Linked DNA regions of Mus musculus: region 1 is linked to region 2. A link is a contact called in public HiChIP or PLAC-seq data. All regions are on one chromosome and are shown on one strand. Each heading gives the region's core, a stretch centred on a gene start, on an enhancer-like site or on the middle of the called end of the contact. The rest is flanking DNA. Distances are from core to core; before and after follow the strand shown. Region 1 overlaps Terb2 (telomere repeat binding bouquet formation protein 2). Region 2 holds the start of Trim69 (tripartite motif-containing 69).

Region 1 (4,243 bases), core at 1,588-4,087, 46 kb before region 2:
GGATTAAAGGCGTGTGCTGCCACCCCAGACAAGTTCCTTATCTTAACAGTGAGTTATTTTGGTTGGTTGTTTATTGGTTTGAAAGGTCTCTTGTATCCAAGGCCAACCTTGATGGCCTTGAAGTAGGGTATTACATAGCTCAGGATGGCCTCAAGCTTGCTATGTAGTCTACAAGAGGATGTCATACAACCTGGAGCTATAGTTATAGGCAATTGTGAACTACTTTGTGTGGATGTTGGGAACTGAATGTGAGTCCTCTGAAAGAGCAGTGCTGTGTGTCCTTAATCACTGAGCCATCTTTCCAGCCCAACTAAGAATATTTACATAAATCAATCACATATGCATAATTATTGATGCATTACAAATGACTCTGGTCTAGAGATTAATTTCAGTCGGTAGAGGGCAAGTTTAGCAGGCAGGAAGTCCCAGACCTCATAAACTGGGCATGATGGCACATACCTGAATCCCAGCATGCACATAAAGTGGTTCACAATTGCCTGTAACTATAGTTCCAGGTCGTATGACATCCTCTTCTAAACAAGTACACATACACATAATTTAAAATTTAAAAAGATTTCTTTTAATAAGTGTTCCATGTATATTTAAAAGTAATTATTGACTATAATTATTAATATTCTGTTGTTTCAAGTAAGTAAAGGCCCTTAGCTTGTGTATTTAAGTCTATATACTTAATTTTTTGGTTTGCTTTTATAAGTTACTGAGTGAGATATATGACAAATCTTCACTATGATTCTATATTCGACTATTTTCCTTTTAGTCACCCCACCCCCAACTGGTCACGCTTCAAGTTCCTAGTTCTAGAACTTCTTGCTTTGTGTTTTCTCTTCTTTTACTGTCAATATTTATTTGTTTAGATATTTAAACTAACATAATGAGTTTCATTATGAAACTTTTATATATATATATGAAAAAGATATATATATATGAAAAAGAATATATATATACATATATATATAGTCTTTTTTTTTTTTTTCGAGACAGGGTTTCTCTGTGTAGTCCTGGCTGTCCTGGAACTCACTCTGTAGACCAGGCTGGCCTTGAACTCAGAAATCTGCCTGCCTCTGCCTCCCGAGTGCTGGGATTAAAGGCATGCCACCATCACCCAGCCACACATTTCTTAATGTAGTAAAAACAAATTGTTAAGTGGGAGTGGTGAAGGGAAATTTTTTTTAATTAAAAAAAAAAAAGTTAACACAACAGAAAAACAAAGAGCAAGCCCCTCGGTCCCTCTATGGTATATTGACTTCGAGTCCTCCAGCTAAACTCCAAGAGTGGTACAGCTGGGCCAGGGTTCTTTTTCCCACTTTTTCAAGAATCTCCATGCTGACTGCCATAGTGACTACACTAGTTAATTCTAGTACCAGGACTGACATGGAGTTGAAGCAGCAGGGATGACTGGGTGACCCCAGGAAGGCTCCCAAGGAAAAGTGGACAAGGGTGATCAGCAAACATAAGAGCCCCATGGCCTCAGGCAGGGCAAAGCCCAAAATGGAATAGAAGAGCTATTGTTTGAGAGATGGGGTCCCCCAGTTGTTTGGCAGTATAAAGCTGCCCAATACTGTTCAATGCAGGTCTGTCCCTGGTCCAGCCACCACCAATAAACTTGGCTGCTGTGTCAATGTCCTGGGAGAAAACTGTGGTCTGGAACACCTGTCTGGCCACCTGGAAGGGATCTGCTCTAGGAAGGTGTTTAGATGGATGCTCTTCTCAGGGGGGAGGCAGACCCCTGCTGCAGGAGCCAATCAGAACTGGAGAAGCAAGCAGGGCTTTGGCACTCTGCATCTTTCCTGTCTCTCAACTTTAGCCTTTGGTCTCTGGGAATTAAACATCTGGGCTGAGCATTCATCCCTTTAGAATCGAAGGATATAACTTATCTTTTTACTTTATACAAGACCACAGCCAAGCAACTGTAATTTTTAAAACCTTTTTATTTTACGTGCATTGGTGCTTTGCCTGAATATATGTCTGTGAAGGTGTCAGATCATGTAGTTACAGATAGTTGTAAGCAGACATGTGGGTGCTGGGAAATGAACCAGGGTCCTCTGGAAGAACAGTCAGTGCTCTTACCTGCTGAGCTATCTCTCTAGCATCCACATGTCAGTGACTGTAATTTTAAAGTGTTGGAATTGTTGAAAACTACGGGGACTTTAAAGCTGGACTGGGTGCACTTGATGTTATAACATGGTCATGAGACTATGTGGACAAGGAGAGGAAGGTTATGACTTAAAGGTAATGTTTGGGTGTTTAGTTGACAGAGGGTGGAACTGTGAGAGTTAACTGTGAACTTGTCAAGATCTGGAACCACCTGGGAGACGGCCCTCTGAGCGTGCATGTAGGGGACCATGTAGGGGACCATGTAGGGGGTCATGTAGGGATCGTGTTGATTAGTTAACTGAAGGGGACCACTGTGAGTGAGGCCACTCCCTGGCTGGGATTATGGATTTTATAAATGGAAATGGGGGACCTGAGCAGCAGCCTGCGTGTCTCTCCAGCCCTGCTTCTTGAGCATGGATGGGATACAGACAACTGCCTTAAGCTCATGAGCCTGGACTCCTCTGCCATGTGTCCCTGTCAGGTCCAAAGGGAACTTCATCCCCCCAATTCTGGCAGTTAGACAAAAGCCAGCATTCCTCAGGCATTTGTGAAGCAGGTTTCCCTTTGCCAAAAGGAGCCATTTCCCCATCACTGTCAGAAGGGACAAATGGCTGTCCATGGTGGTTATTAGAATATCAAAGTGCATGCTGGGCTCCAGGCTCCCTCAGTATTACTAGGACCTGTTACACAGTTCAAAGTCCACTCTAGCACCACAGCCCTTCTCACCTCCTCCCCTGAACTTCTCAACTCCCAGACTTCCTGTCTGTTTCTCACTCTCCTTATAAGTCCATTACTGTCAGCTGTGCTCTCTTCTGCCTCAACGCTCCTTTGTCTTCATTTCACTTTCTCCCCCTTTCCCTCAGCCCTGCTCTGCTTCCCTCCTGCCCAGGCCACATTCAACCTATCACTCCCTTTGCTCTGGCCTCTTCCAGATGTTCTGTCCTTCATATCTACAGTAAAACCTTAACCATTCCATGGAGCAGTCACGTCATCAGTCTATGCAGCTCTACCTTGACCTGTGAGCCAGAATAAATCCTTTCCTCTTAAATTGTCTTTATCAGAGTATTTTATTTAACAAATAAGAAACTAAGACATGTCTTGAAAAAGGTATAGTATCAGCTAATTTTACTGCCCCTGGCAGTATTCCAAAAACATATGTATTGTATTTGCATTGTCTATCTGAAATTATAATCACTTTGAGAAACATTTGTTTTGTTGGAGGTTTTTATTCACTATGTTAATCCATGTACATGTTGGAGAAACATTAAATACTCTTAAAATAATACCAATGTAAACAACTTAGTGTAAACTTACGTAATACTTTTAATTATTAATTTTAAATCTACAGGTAGGCTTGGTTTCTATGTAAAACCTAATCAATAGAACATGACTAAGATAAAGTGTTCAGGAAGAGACAATATTTAATGTTTCAGGAAAAGATAATTATCAGATTTTTTTTATTTATAAGTTCAGAAGGACTTAACCACAGACACAAAAATAAATAAGGAAAAACTAACACACAGACAAAAAAAATAATTCTCAAGCACTGAGGCTGAGATTTGTGTTACAATTTTATGTTCTGAAGTTTGAGTTGTAGGGAAAAGGTAGAGCTGAGGCTCACACGCATCCAAATAACCCACACACAAGACAAAAACATTTTCTTTAGATAATTCTATGCCCGCCAGAAGAACAAGCAGGTCTAAGTAGACATCTTCAAAAGAATTCCACTTATGTCTACAGAAAGTAATTAGCCCACCAAACTCTAAGTAAAGAAGTGGTTTCATGGGCTTGAACACAGGACCTTCTACACGCTGTATAGAGGCTTTGTAACTGGCCTCTTCTAACTTTTAACTCTGAGACAGGGACTTAGGAAGTTGCCCAGGCTGGCTAGGGCTTTCTATGCTCCTGCCTCAGTCATCCAAGTACCTAAAATTACAGGTCAGTACCAAACCCAGCAAAACTGCCTTCTTGAGATCGCCACATTTCTAGATTTATGTAAGACACAAAGCTAGCTCCAGAAGCACACAGCTACAGTTTCAGTTGATTTGGAATGCATTGAGGTGAGAACTTTACTTGGAGCTAGAGGTCAGCTTGAGTAACACATGCGATACACAGATCCTGATACAGA
Region 2 (4,029 bases), core at 653-3,152:
TGAGATACATTGTAGAACACAAAAAACATGGCCCAGAAGTCATTAAAGAAACATGGTGAATTTGAGGCCAGTCTGAGTCTACATATCGAATTCCAAGACAACAAGAGCTGAGAGAGACCCTGTTGGAAGGAAGGAAGGAAGGAAGGAAGGAAGGAAGGAAGGAAGGAAGGAAGGAAGGAAGGAAGGAAGGAAGGAAAGGAAGAAAAGGAAGAAGGAAGGACAGACAAAGGCAGGATCTGGCATATACATTTTAAACAAAAAGCAAAAGAAATGGAGAGGTGGCAGGTAGAATCAGTTCATTAATAGAGATAAGAATTACAAAGGAAAGGGCTAGAAAGACTGCTCCATTGTTAAGAGCATTTAAGTCCTTAGAGGACTAGAATTCAGATCCCAGAACTCATAAATCTCTGTAATTCCAGCTCCAATGGATCAAAGTCTTCTGTCCTCCTTGGACACTCTCACACACACCCACACTCTAAAAAACATTTATAGCCTAGTGGTGGTGGCGCACACCTTTAATCCAAGCACTCAGGAGGCAGAGGCAGGCAGATCTCTGTGAGTTCAAGGCCAGCCTGGTCTACAGATGGAATTCCGGGACAGCCAGGGCTACACAGCAAAACCCTGACTTAAAACAAAACAAACAATTACAGAAAAAACCAACGAGGAAAGCTGTTGCATTACATTAACTATGCCACTGTCCTCTGTCTCTTCCTGAGCTCTTATGGCCAGCACATTACTTGGCTGTGGTAGGGGCTTAAGGAATGTGTTGGAAGTAGCTTGTCTGAATCTCTGCTCTTTAAGAATACTCTTGGTCTCCACCCTCTTGAAACCTGAAACCCTCTCCTTTGGCCCCGAGTGCACTACTACCCTGGTTCTTTCCCCATGAGTAATTTCCATCCCCCTTTCTATTCTTAGTATCTTCTCTGGCTTTCTTCTAGCTCTGCTCTCTTTTAACAAGTGAGTAATTTCCTGACTTCGTGTTCAGCCTCACAGAAGTAAATCCTAAATCTGTACCTCTGGGTTCTGACCCACTCGGCATCCGGATCCATGTACTGAGATTCCTTGATGGGTTTCCGTGGAAACCCGGCTTCCTTAAAGTAAATCGATGTTTTCTTTTGTCTGTCAACACTAAAGTTTAGAATACTAACTTCCTTTACTTTAGTTTTAAGGTGTTAATTTAAGACGTTTAACTGGGCTGGTGAGATGGCTCAGCAGGAAAAGATGCTTGCTCCCAAGCCCGACGACCCAAACTCAGTCCCTGAGATCCACATGGTGGAAAGAGTGAACCTAATCCTGCAGATTTTCCTCTGACTTCCACACATGTGCTCTGGTATGCACGCCCACATATCTACACAAAATACACAAATGTGATTTCTAAAAATGTTTAACTGCACCTCTGTTGTAAATATAACATACCAAGACCTATAGTATGAAAAAATGTTATAACTAATAATTCTTCATCTAAAGATAGTAGTTATATTGATAAAGAGGTTAACTTTTGTATAATGTTTGTCTTAATTATCAAAAAGTTATGGTGGACCTCCTTACTTTCTTACCCACATCTCTAATTTCTGTTTATCCAAAGGCCTAGAGTTTAGAAGGTAAAGGCTACATGTTAAATATTTCTTTGATTTCCCTTCTTGATCCACAATCAATACCCTGTTTCCTACCCTGTGTGTAGAAAACCCGCTGAGTGGTTAGAGAATAACTTACCTCCATGAAACTTGGTCATTAGGCCACCAGGGGGCAGAGTCAGGCAACTTGGCTTTGCTCAGTGAGCCCAGGATGGCTGCAGACCAAGAGTTCTGGGCCTGTTAGTATGCTAGGAATGGACTCAGAGCCCATGAGAGGAGGAGGGAGAAGAGAGTTCAGGAGCTGAAGAAGACAGACAAGGCCAAAGCTAGAGATCCAGCAGGTTCCGTGACAGTTTGTCAGTTGCTTTGATGATATTCGCGTCTGAGATAGACAAACTCTGATTGGATTGGAATGACCTGCCAACCCCTTTTATTATTTTATTTGGGATGGGATTCTTTTAAACTTCAGGTGGTAATCTAATTTTTAAATGTTTAATCTTGAGTTATGTGTGAGTATGTTTGTGCTCGAGTGTGTGTCATGTATGGAGGTGCCCACAGAGGCCAGAGAGGTGGATCAAATTCCCTGGAGCTGGAGTTACAAGTAGTTGTGAACTACCTGATGTGAGTACTGGGAGCCAAACTCTGGTCCTCTGTAAGCACCATAAATACTCTTAATGGCTGAGCCATCTCTCCAGCCCTGGTAATGTAATTTTAAGGTTTTCAGATCTCACTTGGGAATGAGGCTGCTCGAGGGAAGAGAGAACAAACAGCAGCATCAGCTGTACCCCTGACTGGAGCGGCTTCTCTTTATCCTAGCTGGACCCGTCACCTCCAGACACAGAGCCTTTCAGGGGTAGCTGTTTGGCTCTCCCTGTCTTCTTGGCATCTCCTGAAGCAGACCTGATCAAGTAGCAGGGTCTGGAGCTGGACCCTAAGGCAGCAGGGAAAGATGCTGTTCACACAGCTTTCTCTAAAAGTCTAAGTAAGCACTTTTAGCTTAGACGCTCGTCCCTAGACCATGCTCAAGTCTGGGAGCCCGCGGGTTTGATGTTTTGCTTACAGTAATTCTAACTCAGTATATTGCCTTGAGTGGTTAGTGTCTGCCTGCTATCCAGCCTTAGCATGGACAACAGCATGCCAGAGTTAGAGACTGCCCACAAATGCCTTGCTTCTCTGGCTTTGCACAGGCTGCCCCTCCTGCCAAGAGAGTTGCTGAGAAGTCAGAGCAGGCTGTGTGCAGCAGCAGCACCTGGCAGATGTTTCTATCACTGCTCTGGGTATACTACATTCTTCCTTTCATTAAACCGATTTGTCTTCAGATCTCTTTCCCAAGAAACCGCAAGCTTCTTGTGAGAAAGAACTGTCTTCTTAGCCCCCAGGCCTTCCATGCTATCACTCTGTAGTAAACACTGGCTTAGTGAGAGAGTTCGAGGGGCCCTGTGAATGATCTGCACACCCTCCTTCTGTCTGCTTGTTTTCTTAGATTTCAGGGTTATTGTCGTTGTTTGTGTTTGTTGTTTGGTTGATTGGTTTGGGTGGGTTTTGTTGTTATTTTGTATTTGTTTTGGATTTTGGTTTTCAAGACAGAGTTTCTCTACATAGCCTACATTCTGGCTGTCCTAGAACTCACTATGTAGACTAAGCTGGCTTCAAACTCACAGAGATTTCACCTACCTCTGCCTCCCAAGTGCTGGGAATAAATGCCCTGCATGCATGTTTTGTTTCTGTGTTTGGTGCTAAGGTTGAGCGGAGTGCCTTGTAGACAAGCTCCCTAATCACCGGCCTGCCCCAGCTTCTCTCCAGTGGACCACTGAACAACAGCTGCTATTCTGGCTTGTTAGGGAAAAGAGAGAGAGAGAGAAGAGAGTGGTTCATTCACAAAAAGCAGTCTCCTGGCAGGATAGGCAGGAGCATGGTAACACCGCACTGCCAGCCTCAGCCTCTCTGTCTTCCCTGGGCAGGGTCGTTGAGACAGGTGGAGCCAGATCTGGGGATCATGGCTTTTACATGCCGCAAAAGAAAGGGATGTAAGCCACAAGAACTGTTCATCTACTGAAAACTAGGAGGGGAGGAAGGCTGTCGCTCTCCAGTGCATTCCCGAGGAATGTCTTCTGTAGTTTGAGGGTTATCATCCATGTGACTCTCAAGTGCCTTCCCATGCAAACTGGACCCTCAGGATAACCAGGTAATGTGTGACTTACTGGACTCTTGTGAGTTAAGTCAACTTCTCCAAGCTGAAGATGCTCACAGATAAAGCCAGACACGTGACTCTCCCAGAGCTCTCTGTTACACATCCCAGGCCGTGCCAAGAGTTAGCATTTTTCTTTAGACGCAGGAACTCTCAGGCTTGTCTGGAATTCATCCCTGGGACTGCCAGAATATAAATGCGTTCTTGTATTTACTATGGTTTTGGCTTCAGTAAGAGATTTGCACCAAAGTTTAAAGCCAGTGTAAA

What was found. HiChIP or PLAC-seq counts read pairs in DNA pulled down with a chosen protein or histone mark.
Region 1: a contact with region 2 is called in a BATF HiChIP or PLAC-seq map of CD8 T cells, with 6 read pairs. The contact joins the enhancer-like site here to the promoter of Trim69 in region 2. A contact is called at or near these places in 2 of 15 datasets of contacts at CTCF or cohesin (CD8 T cells and the NIH/3T3 cell line), 2 of 115 datasets of contacts at active chromatin or transcription factors (CD8 T cells and embryonic stem cells) and 3 of 9 other capture datasets (adipose tissue, liver and pancreatic islet).

What each region holds. Positions count from the first base shown.
Region 1 is chr2:122,205,480-122,209,722 of GRCm38.p6, reverse strand. It overlaps Terb2 (telomere repeat binding bouquet formation protein 2), which reads right to left. Exons shown (of 7, transcript NM_028914.1): 7 at 3,330-4,243. It also overlaps the pseudogene Gm14050. Among named protein-coding and RNA genes, the nearest start is that of Terb2, 21 kb to the right of the region's middle. Within about 2 kb of position 2,837, at least 23 of the 459 cell types and tissues checked have an H3K27ac peak or open chromatin away from gene starts, as enhancers often do. A contact at or near this core is called in CD8 T cells, where this site is marked.
Region 2 is chr2:122,158,581-122,162,609 of GRCm38.p6, reverse strand. Trim69 (tripartite motif-containing 69) reads right to left here and starts at 1,902. Exons shown (of 7, transcript NM_080510.3): 1 at 1,714-1,902. The coding sequence starts at 1,719. All of the region lies in intron 2 of Patl2 (protein associated with topoisomerase II homolog 2 (yeast)), which reads left to right.